2 separate regions of the Mus musculus genome follow, and region 2 is linked to region 1. A link is a contact called in public HiCAR-type data. All regions are on one chromosome and are shown on one strand. Each heading gives the region's core, a stretch centred on a gene start, on an enhancer-like site or on the middle of the called end of the contact. The rest is flanking DNA. Distances are from core to core; before and after follow the strand shown.

Region 1 (4,887 bases), core at 378-2,877:
ACATTGGCTAGTCAAAAAATGTGGTCAAATGTTTAAAGACAAACTTGAAACTTTTGAATGGGTTAAATTTTTTTAAAGTAACATTTCCGGTTGTTGATTTGTTAGTATAAAAAAGTTAAAGAGAGAAAAATGAAAAAGGCCTATGATACACTGAACTAGGAACTTTTTGTTTGTTTGTTTTTGGTTTTGCGAGACAGGGTTTCTCTGTGTAGCCCTGGCTGTCCTGGAACTCATGCTGTAGACCAGGCTGGCCTTGAACTCAGAAACCCGCCTGCCTCTGCCTCCCAAGTGCTGGGATTAAAGGCCTGCACCACCACTGCCCAGCGTAGGAAATATTTTTGAAGTGTACAGTTTGAGGGGGAAAAGCTAGTAACAGGCTAACAGCATCAAAGAGTAGCATTTCATTCCCCCCCCCACATTTCCTCCACAGCAGAAGTAGCACCAATAATTTTACATTTGTGTATATCAGAAAAGCTATCTGAGCTCTTTACCACCCTAAAATGTAGTGTTTAACAGTATTTACCCTTGGCAGGAAGCAGTTGCTAAAATTGAAAGAATTCATTTTGAATGACTCTTATGTCTGAGAAGGCGGCATGAGGGAGCACACATTCATGCTTGGACACCAGGCTCAGGGTCATTCATTAATAAGTGCTTGACAGACAAATCATCTCCATGCAACTATTACAATAAAAAAAAAAAAAAGAAGAAAATCTGTCCTGCTAGGCACAGTGGTACACACTTGTAATCCTAGCACTCGGGAGGCTCAGGCAGGTAGACTAAAAGTTCCAGGCCAGGGGGCCAGTAAGATGGATCAGTGAGTAAAGGTGCTTGCAGCCAAGTGTGGGTGACCTGAGTTCCATCTGTGGGTCCCATGGTGAAAGTGGACAACCAACTCATGAACATTGTTCCATCAAACCCACACACAAACACCATGGCATGCTCACATGCATATGCAAACACAGACACACACACACACACAGACACACACAGACACACACAGACACACACAGACACACACACACACACACACACACACGCAATGAAAAGGGAGGAAAATGAGTTCCACCCCAGGGAGCAGTGAGATGGCTGAGTAAGTAAAGGGGCTTGCTGCCAAGATTGGTGACCTGAGTTTGATCCCCAGAACCCACACAGTGGAAGGAGAAAACAGACTCCAGCAGGTTGCCCTCTGACCTCCACGTACAAACTTACACACATTCGTCAGTTAGTTAGAGGAAAGGAGACAAGAACTCCAAACTAGCCTGGACTACACAGAAAGAAAGACTGTATTTCTTTTCTTTTTTTTTTTTTTTAAGTTAGTAAATAAATAAATGAAATTTAAAACTTAAAAAAAAATCTGTTTTGGAAAAATGTGCTCAATTTTGGGTGGATATTGTTTTCTTCAGGTTTACATTTTTCTTAAGTTTTTGGAAATGTTCCCATAATTTTTACATTAAACATTTTAACCCTTAGTTATGAGGTAGAGGATTCTCAAGTGTGGTTGGAGATCCGTTTCCCCCAGATACAGATGTAGTCATATACTTACTCGGTGTTCATTTACACTGAAGCATCACTGTGTGTGCTGATGAGAGGCCCCATCTCCCAGGGGCAGGGGCCTTAAATCAAAACCCACTGTGCCTTGCTTTAAAGATTGGAGATGGCTCAGGAATGAAGAGTGCTTGCTGCTCTCGCAGCAGTCCCCAACACTGGGCGGCTTACAAATATGTTTGCTTTCAGTGGTGTACATGAACCCGTGCCGGCATACACACATAAATAAAAATAGTATGCACAAATAAAAATAGTGTATTAATCCTCAAAAACAAAAAAGAAAGGCCATTCTGCCACACGGTGCCACACAATGAGCCATGATGCAGAGTAAAACGAGTGTAAGGATCCTGAATTTGATATTTCTCAGGTTCCCTGAAGACTCTCAGAGAAAAAAGGTGGGATGGTGGTTTCCATGGGTGGGGACAGAAAGGGCAAATTAGTATTCAGTGGGTACTGGTTTTATTTTGTGAGATGGAAAGAGATTTGTCATGTGGTCATGATGCTGCCACTGTTCTGTATTTGATGACAGTTAAAAGAATAAGTTTTGTGATGTGTGTGTGTAAGTGTGTGTGTGTATATATACACACATATATACATCTGTATGTATGTATGAATTCCTGCTCATATATATATGTGTGTGTGTGTGTGTGTGTGTGTGAGCATTATATATATATATATATATATATATATATATAAAAGCACCATACACACACACACACACACACACACACACACACACACACACACACACACACGAGCTGCACACTGTTGCTCAGCCCATCGCTGAGGATAAGGATCTTTGATTTTTGGCAGGGCACGGAATGTTGTTTTCACTTTGAGGTCACCAACTCTACCATCCTCCTGCTTCTATTTCCCAGCTGCTAGGTCATAGGCGTGTGTCACCACACCCAGCTAAGGATAACATCTTGTAGGAAGGAAAGTAGGATTTGCAGGCGGGGCAAATCTCTATCAGGTGTATCTGCAGCTCAGGAAGTGCTTGGAGACCTTGGAGACGCCAGCCTCTGCTCACCTGTTGTCTGCTCACGCATGTTGTCTGCTCACACATGTTGTCCTCGGACACTGTACTGTCCCACCATCTGTCTTCTTGGTCAGTTTGGGCCATTCTTTAGCCTCTTGATGCTCTGAGCTCTAAGCATCCTTGTTTAAGTCATTAGTAGCTGTGAAGTCAGGACAAATCCCAAGTCCCCAAGCTGCCACACTAGACCTCCCAGGCTGTGCAGCTGCCAAAGACATGGGCCTGGAGCACGCAGTTATTCTGCCACACAGCCATGCTCTTCCAGCATGCTCTTCCGGTTCTCGAGCATCCTGCTGCTCTATTTCCTGAGAAAATCAGGTCAACCTGGCAGTCTTTCTTTAAAAACTCATGTCGTTGTCCAGTCTTTTCCCAGTTTCTAGTAAACCAGTCTCCATCCACCACTGGTGCTAATATTTTTTTCCCTTGAGACAGAGATGGAGTCTATTAAAAAGAAAGCTAAAAAAAAAATACATGTATCTATTTATGAGTAGAGGGCACATGAAGGCCTGATAGAGGTGTTGTTGGGGCCACATCTTGAAACACAAGAGGAGCTGGCAACATGAAGACAGGCAGGGGAAGGCACAGCAGAGCGTGAGTAGAGAGTGGGGGTGGGGAGGGAGCATGTAGGAGCAGGGCATAGAGCTAGGAGCTGAGTGTCCCTGTGTGCAACTCTTGGGTGTCAGTCTCAGAGTAAATAGGCGCTCACCAACAAAATTGGTGTTTTAGAAACCTCCAAAATACTTTGTGCCTGATACAAAACAAATGGTGTCGGTGTGGTGGGCCACTCCTATAAAACCATGGCACACATAATAAGCCCTGGCACCCATCAAGCCTCACCCAAGACTGGCTCTCTTGAACAATCATTGCCCAGAGCAATCTTCTGTTCCCCCAGCCAACACTGTTAGTGTAATCCCCCAGCCAACACTGTTAGTGTAGTTAGCTCAGGTGTAAATGCCGCCATGGAACAGTCCAGGCTCAGAGGTAAATGCTGCCACGGAGCAGTCCTGAGAAGGCAGTGGTGCTTACTGGGAAAATCTGGACCAGTGTGGGGGAAGTGGGAGGGTGAAACCTGGTCGAGCTACCTCTTTACACAGGTGGGAGGGACCTCTGCAGTGACCCTGAAAGGGAGCAGTGCAGGTAAGCGTCTGTGGGAGCGCCTGAGGGTCGAGGGTGGAGCATCTGCTCTACAAGTGGCTTCTTATGCTTCGCATGCTCGGGAAGTCCGAGGGCAGTGTGTAAAGGAGACCTGAACCTTTCTTCCTAACCTGCCAGCCACAGCGCCCATCATGGGACCCATTTTAGACACGCCCCACCAGGCCCCTGCTCACGAGAGAATACCTCTTCCTCCACCCCAGTCTCAGAGCCTCAGGAAGCACGGTACTTGAGCTGAGAGCTCCAAGCTCCTGCCCAACTGCTCTTGCCCCTGTGGAGCCTCCTGGGAGAAGGAAGCAGCGAAACTTCTCCAGCTCCTTTGGAGAAGGGCTTAAGGATAGAGCTCAGGCAACCGCCCCCCCCTCCCCCCTCCGTGGTGTCATCCAAATTCTCCAGGGGCTCCTTATTCCTGCTAAGAAAAACCCCTGCTGGTGAGGAAGCCCATGGCAGATGGCCACATCTTCAGGGGCTCTGGTGGCAGGAAGTTAATGTGAAAGGTGATTGCTATAGCGTTAATGGAGGCCTTGTTGACTTGTGCTCACTCCAGGAAAGATTGCCTGGCCAGTAAGGGATGAGTCACCCCCCGGGAGGGCTTCCAGCGAGGCCTGAGGTGAGGTCACTGGCCACACCCTCACTAATCACCCTGGCTATGGCTTCTCATGGCTTGAGGCTTTCAACAGTCAAACTAGAAAATTCTTCCCTTTGCTATTACTAAGCCCTTTCCAAAGGGAGCTTGTGCATCCTGGTGTTGCGCCAATAGCTTCCTGGTGATGATCCGTCCAAAGGGTCAGAAGAGTCAGACGGAGGCAGGGTCAGTGTGACCTGCTTTACCCCACCCCGCGAAGGGGCCCTTATCTAAGAGCGACACTGGAGGATGAATCCCAGGACTCTGGTCTTCTACCTGCTGGTAGCTGGTTCCCTCTCACAAGCAGAAGTTGTCCTCAGATTCCATGGACCAATCTTCGTTACATCCTGCCAGGCTGGTACAAGCGATGCCTTTCTGAAAACGTAACTTTTAGTATATATCCTTTATGTAACGTTTACCTTAATTACGTGTACAAACTGTGATTCTATTATATTAGAAAATAGAACTATGGGCTGGTGAAATGGCTCCGTGGTTAAGAGCACTGGCTTCTTTTCCATAGGACCCAGGT
Region 2 (5,202 bases), core at 1,992-4,491, 120 kb before region 1:
CATAGTAACACAACAAAGAAAAGTCACAAATCAAGACACTTTCAAATACACTGGTAGGCAAGTTACAGCTTGGGGGAAATCTCAGCTATATGTCTTGATTGCTATCTGGTGGTGTTTTTAGCCTTTTGGTTGGTGGAATGCCATGGGCAGACCCAGTCAGGGTCCCTCAACCCGGGGAGAATCAAGGTTCCTGTACTCAGGTGGGCAAGGAGTGACAAACAGACAGGAACACAAGAGAGTGCTGAATCTGAGTATAATTTCTCAAAGTGAGCATCAGGCTTATATAGTCATTACCGAAGAAAACAAGGTAGTTAGGTGATACATCAGCCAAAATTCACTGAAGTCATCCTATGCATAATGATTCTTTACACAAAACAGAAAAATGCATACATAAAAGCAGCAGGAACCAGGCAGTGGTTACAACTGAGATAAAATCAGCCCTACCTAAAGTCAGCTATTCTTAGAAGCCAGTTGTGAGGGCTTTATGCTCCAGGTACAAGGGCTTCACACCCTAGCCACAATTCTAGTCTATTGTGTAACCCACCACCAGGGGTCCCTTAGTAAATACCTAGCTATGCTATTTTTGGAAGTATGCACTAGGGAGGTCCCTTTCTTGCTAACCTTTCTGTGAATAACAAGATACTCTAGTTCCTTCTTAAACCACAACCCACCTTCTTCCTAGACCATTGTAAATTCCTGCATCTAGGAGTGACTCAGCTGTTATTCTAAGTGTTTGTGGGGAACCTCCATTTACCAGAGGAGCCCACCAACTTTCTTCTATTATGTAATGTAGTCTGCCATACATGACTGTAATGAGAATTCTAAATTTACTTTGTTGAACTTGCCCTGAGATTCTAACTCTTATCCAGTAAACTGCAATACCTGATTTCTTTCACTATCTCTCTTTCAACACTGGAGGGATTTTGTCTGAATAAGTAACATTTTTACAAGATTCCAAGCCCAAGGTCAGCTCAAGGATTGACTAGGATGTTGGGACACCAGTGGTGGACAGGAAACAATGGCCAATCTAACTTGGCTATGTGTCAAATCATTCCTTGGGGGCACCTATAATAAAACAATACTGAAAGAAAGCACACAAAACCCTCCACCGACTATCGCAAGGACAAATCTGGACCACATCTAAGTTACAGAACACCAAGGACCTCCAGGAGACCAGCTTCCGTGAAACTTTTTGCCTCAGGACTGCGGCCAAGCTTTTGGACTTGTTATGTAGACACCACTGGAATGGGCATGGCAATGGAAACTAATTTTCCATCTGTACATTCCAAAGGATTTACCCAATAGTCGCAAAGATGTAAGGTCAGTCGCAGAGATGAGCCCGGAATGGCTATTATAGAAGCTAAAAGTAGTCCAAGACCAATTGTAATTAGGCTTGCAACATCCAGTTCTCCACAGCCACTGAAGTTCTTGTCAGTTAGACAGCCACCTGGAAGATTCAATGTAATGTACAATTTTCTTTTTGTTTTCAAGCAACTTTTGTTCACACCTGGCTGCATTGTTTCTTAGCCTGTGGTGAGGGAGAATAACACAGCTGGAAGATGGGGCAGAAGGAAGCTGTTCACCTCTGGGTTGCCACAAAGCAGAGAGCTCACTTTTTAGAACAAAGGTCCGCCCTGTCAAGCCGCTAATTTTTGAATCCATAAATGGATTAATCCATTGATAAGGTCCGGGCCCCATTGATCCATTCATTTGCCAAAGGTCCACCTCTGAACATTGCTGTTCTGGGGACTGAGCTTTCAAAAGACAGTATTGGTGGGAGACCCTTAAGGTCCAAATCATAGCAGTCATGATGCTGAAAAATATAGATGCTGGATTAGGCGGCCTTCAAACATGGCCACCAGTGTTCCTCATCATGGACTTGTGTCTGTGTTTCTTGACCCTGGACAGCTAGCATGAGACTGCCTCCCGTGTGCTGGGATTAAAGGTGTGTGCCACCACGCCTGGCGAGAGCATTTCTTAATTTTTGAAAACTTTTAAGCACGGTTTCTTTAAACAGAGTTTTCTGGGTTCTGGGAGTGACTATAAAATTCTCAATAAACAAAGCAAACTCATATTCATCTTTCTCAACCTTACTAGGCTTTTTCCCATCCATTATTCACTGCATTACACCCATAAAATCTCTTAACCTAAGCCTAAAAACATCCTTAACTCTCCTAGACTTAATTTGACTAGAAAAAACTATTCCAAAATCAACCTCAACCCTCCACACAAGCACAACCACTCTTACAACTAACCAAAAAGGCTTGACTAAATTATACGTTATATCATTCTTAGTTAACAGTATCTTAATTGTCAAGCTCATTCCTGAGTTTAAGCCCAGCTCCGAGACCCGTTGCTTAAATTGCACATCCATTACAGTGTTTCCTATCACCTCGGAAAGACCAAGATCCTGTTCCCTTTGGCTGTATCCTTGTTTGCAGTTGGTACCTACTTCATTTTGTGAAGTTCCTATTGCTCTTCAAGGTTACTAGCTTTTGTTCTTGTTGTTTTTGTTCTTCGAGACAGGGTTTCTCTGTGTAGCCCTGGCTGTCCTGGAACTCACTTTGTAGACCAGGCTGGCCTCGAACTCAGAGATCCCCTGCCTCTGCCTCCCAAGTGCTGGGATTAAAGGCGTGCGCCACCTCCACCAGTCCCAGTTGAAGTTTTCTAACATTTTCCATGCAAAGTCTAATGTACCTCTAATCTTGTCGGTTCAGTGTTTGCTTCAAACGTGTATTTACTTTTAGACTCCTAGACTCTTCAAGCTGCATTCACATTCGCTTTCAGTCTTCGGACCTTTAAACACTTGGCTTGCTGACCTTGTTAACTAGGTTGGTTCTTGTCGTCTTCTCACTAACTGCTCTTCTGCCCACAGATCTTTTCCTTGTTGCTTTGAATGACTATAGTTTATAAAATCACTTATAAATGAATGCTAAAAATAATCAAATTTTCACTATCGGATGCCGTGGATTTTGTGTTTCCCGTCAAGTGTTGGACTTTGTTCTGGGAAGCTTTTAAGTCACAGACCCACTTACTCCCTTCAGGGCTGCCTTGTGTGGCTTTAGGATAATCTTCACTCTAGGCTCAGTTTGTCCTCATTACCAGAGCCCTGGTGTTGGATGTCTCGGGTATCCAGGGACACTTTCACCTGGTGGCTGGAACTTGAACAGCCTGCAGCCAGTCCAGTAAGAACCTATTAAGAGCTGTTGGCCTTCGGTCGGTCAGGGTCAGCTATTCTTTACACAGCCTCCTGGAGCGTCTCCTGCTGCGTGCCTGGCTAGGTACTCAACAAACAGACCCGTGGGGTCCTTTCCGAGCCTGCCTTTCTCTGACTGGCTTCCTCCTCTCCAGTGCCGCAGCCTACAAACTCCCCGGTTCCTGGGTTCCTGTTCCGCGCCTCGCCTCGCCTCACGTTTCAAGTCTTCTCTCCTTAACTCAGAGGTCCCTCCGCTCCCTTACCGTTTCCTCTCCTTGCTGGGTCTCAGCAGCGTGAGTGAGCGTCTCGGCTCGCGGGAACCATGACAAGTGGTTCTCTTTCCCCAGGAACCCTGGCACTATGTTGGGACAGAAAAACAGTTGCCTCAAGTATTCTGTCAGATTCTCTACTCGTGATGAAAGAATGCAACAGGACTCATTTCTTCGCAGCGTCATTTTTATCCCTGGATAGAAAAGCCATCTGCATGACTGCCCTCAAACTCATAAATCTCCTGCCTTGGCCTCTTGAGCACGAGGCACGAGGGTTATAGGAATGTGCCACTGCTTTTATTTTAATTGTAAGCGAAAATTTTCAGTCTGATTTTTATAAACTATAGTCTTAATTTTTTTCTTTTTTGTTATTACTCTGTGTATGTGTTTTGGAACGCACCGTGGTGCACACGTGGGGGACGGTGGACAACATTGATGGAGTTACTTCCTGCCTTCCATCTCCACAAGGGTCCCAGGAATCAAACCCGGGTCATCACGATTGCATAAGGAGTTCCCTTACCCAGAGGGCCACCTCTCTGAGCCACTAATCTTACTTGTAATGGACTTTTTGACTCACAGGTTTAGGTGTGTGTGTGTGTGTGTGCATGGATGCATGGGTACATGTGTGTGCTTGTATGTTTCCTAGAGGAAAACCTCAGGTGTCACACCTTGGGTGCTGTGATCTTATTCTTTGGAGACAGGAGTTCTCTCTTGGAGTTTGCCAAGCAGGGAAGGTCGAGTGGTCACGAGCCCTAGGGACCTACCTGTCTGTTTCTGCCTCCCCTGCGTTCTGAGTGCCGCCAGAAATGGCTTTGCTTTTGCTTTTTCTTGTCTTTTTTCCCTTTCCTTCCCTTCCCTTCCCTTCCCTCCCCTCCCCTCCCCTCCCCTCCCCTCCCCTTTCCTCCCCTTTCCTTTCTTTTCCTTTCCTTCTCTTCTCTTTTCTTCTCAACATATGTTCTGGAGATGGAACTCTGGTTTCTGTGTTTTTCTGAAAAGCATTTTACTGATCCAGCATTTCTCCCAGCCATAATTTCAGTTTCTCCACCCAGAACTTCAGCTCGACTTTAAGCCTATAGTATCCTAAGTCACTGCCAACAGTCCAGTAGCTGACGAAGGAGCTTGTGACCAGTTAATTCAGTAGCAGATCACAGAGATTTAGACACATCTGCTTGCTCTTGTTGCTTTACATCGGAAGGATCTTGAACCAGACTTCATTTGATGGTGTTCCTGTAAGAAAAAAAAAAGTATTTTCAAAGCAACCATCACCTATATTGTTAGTGTTCGTAAGGCTCGATCAGCCCCCTTTCTATAATTATATTCTGGTAAGTGCTTATTTTTGTTGTTGGTAAAGTATTACACAGAGAGAATTACGCAGCTGGGCCAGAGTAAATATTTGCACGTGCTGAGGTGGAAGAGGCTCTGCCAGACCAGTATGGCCATGGAAGAACTCTACCCTCTTTATAAGGTAAGGGGCCAGGGAGCAGACCCGGTGGGAGAGCATGTATCTGTGCATCGCATATGTAATGATGTATATGTATATATGATATATGGATGTAATTTTAAAAAGACTTTTATTTTCATTTTAAATTAATGTGTTTATGTGTGTGCACACATTAGTCCACATGGATGCAATGCTCATGGATGCCAGAAGAGGGCAGCAGATCCCCTTTAAAACTGGAGTTACAGCCAGGTTGCTAGGAGCTGCCTGTGTGAGTGCAGCTGGCATGTTTAACCACG

What was found. HiCAR-type assays count read pairs that join an accessible place to other places.
Region 2: a contact with region 1 is called in a HiCAR-type map of kidney, with 2.9 times the contacts expected there. The contact joins the enhancer-like site here to the promoter of 5730435O14Rik in region 1. A contact is called at or near these places in 13 of 39 promoter capture datasets (the 3T3-L1 cell line, 3T3-L1-derived adipocytes, the C10 cell line and 7 more), 1 of 15 datasets of contacts at CTCF or cohesin (the NIH/3T3 cell line), 17 of 484 Hi-C or Micro-C datasets (3T3-L1-derived adipocytes, the C10 cell line, the HPC-7 cell line and 11 more), 12 of 115 datasets of contacts at active chromatin or transcription factors (bone marrow-derived dendritic cells, craniofacial prominence, double positive thymocytes and 8 more) and 4 of 9 other capture datasets (adipose tissue, embryonic stem cells, liver and 1 more).

Annotation. Positions count from the first base shown.
Region 1 is chr10:41,564,756-41,569,642 of GRCm38.p6, reverse strand. 5730435O14Rik (RIKEN cDNA 5730435O14 gene) reads right to left here and starts at 1,627. Exons shown (of 4, transcript NR_045341.1): 1 at 1,544-1,627. The region is part of intron 37 of Ccdc162 (coiled-coil domain containing 162); the gene reads left to right.
Region 2 is chr10:41,682,895-41,688,096 of GRCm38.p6, reverse strand. It overlaps Ccdc162 (coiled-coil domain containing 162), which reads left to right. Exons shown (of 48, transcript NM_001358562.1): 5 at 4,817-4,930. Among named protein-coding and RNA genes, the nearest start is that of Mir3473b, 15 kb to the right of the region's middle. Within about 2 kb of position 3,241, at least 31 of the 459 cell types and tissues checked have an H3K27ac peak or open chromatin away from gene starts, as enhancers often do. A contact at or near this core is called in granulocyte-monocyte progenitors, kidney, pancreatic islet and 1 more, where this site is marked.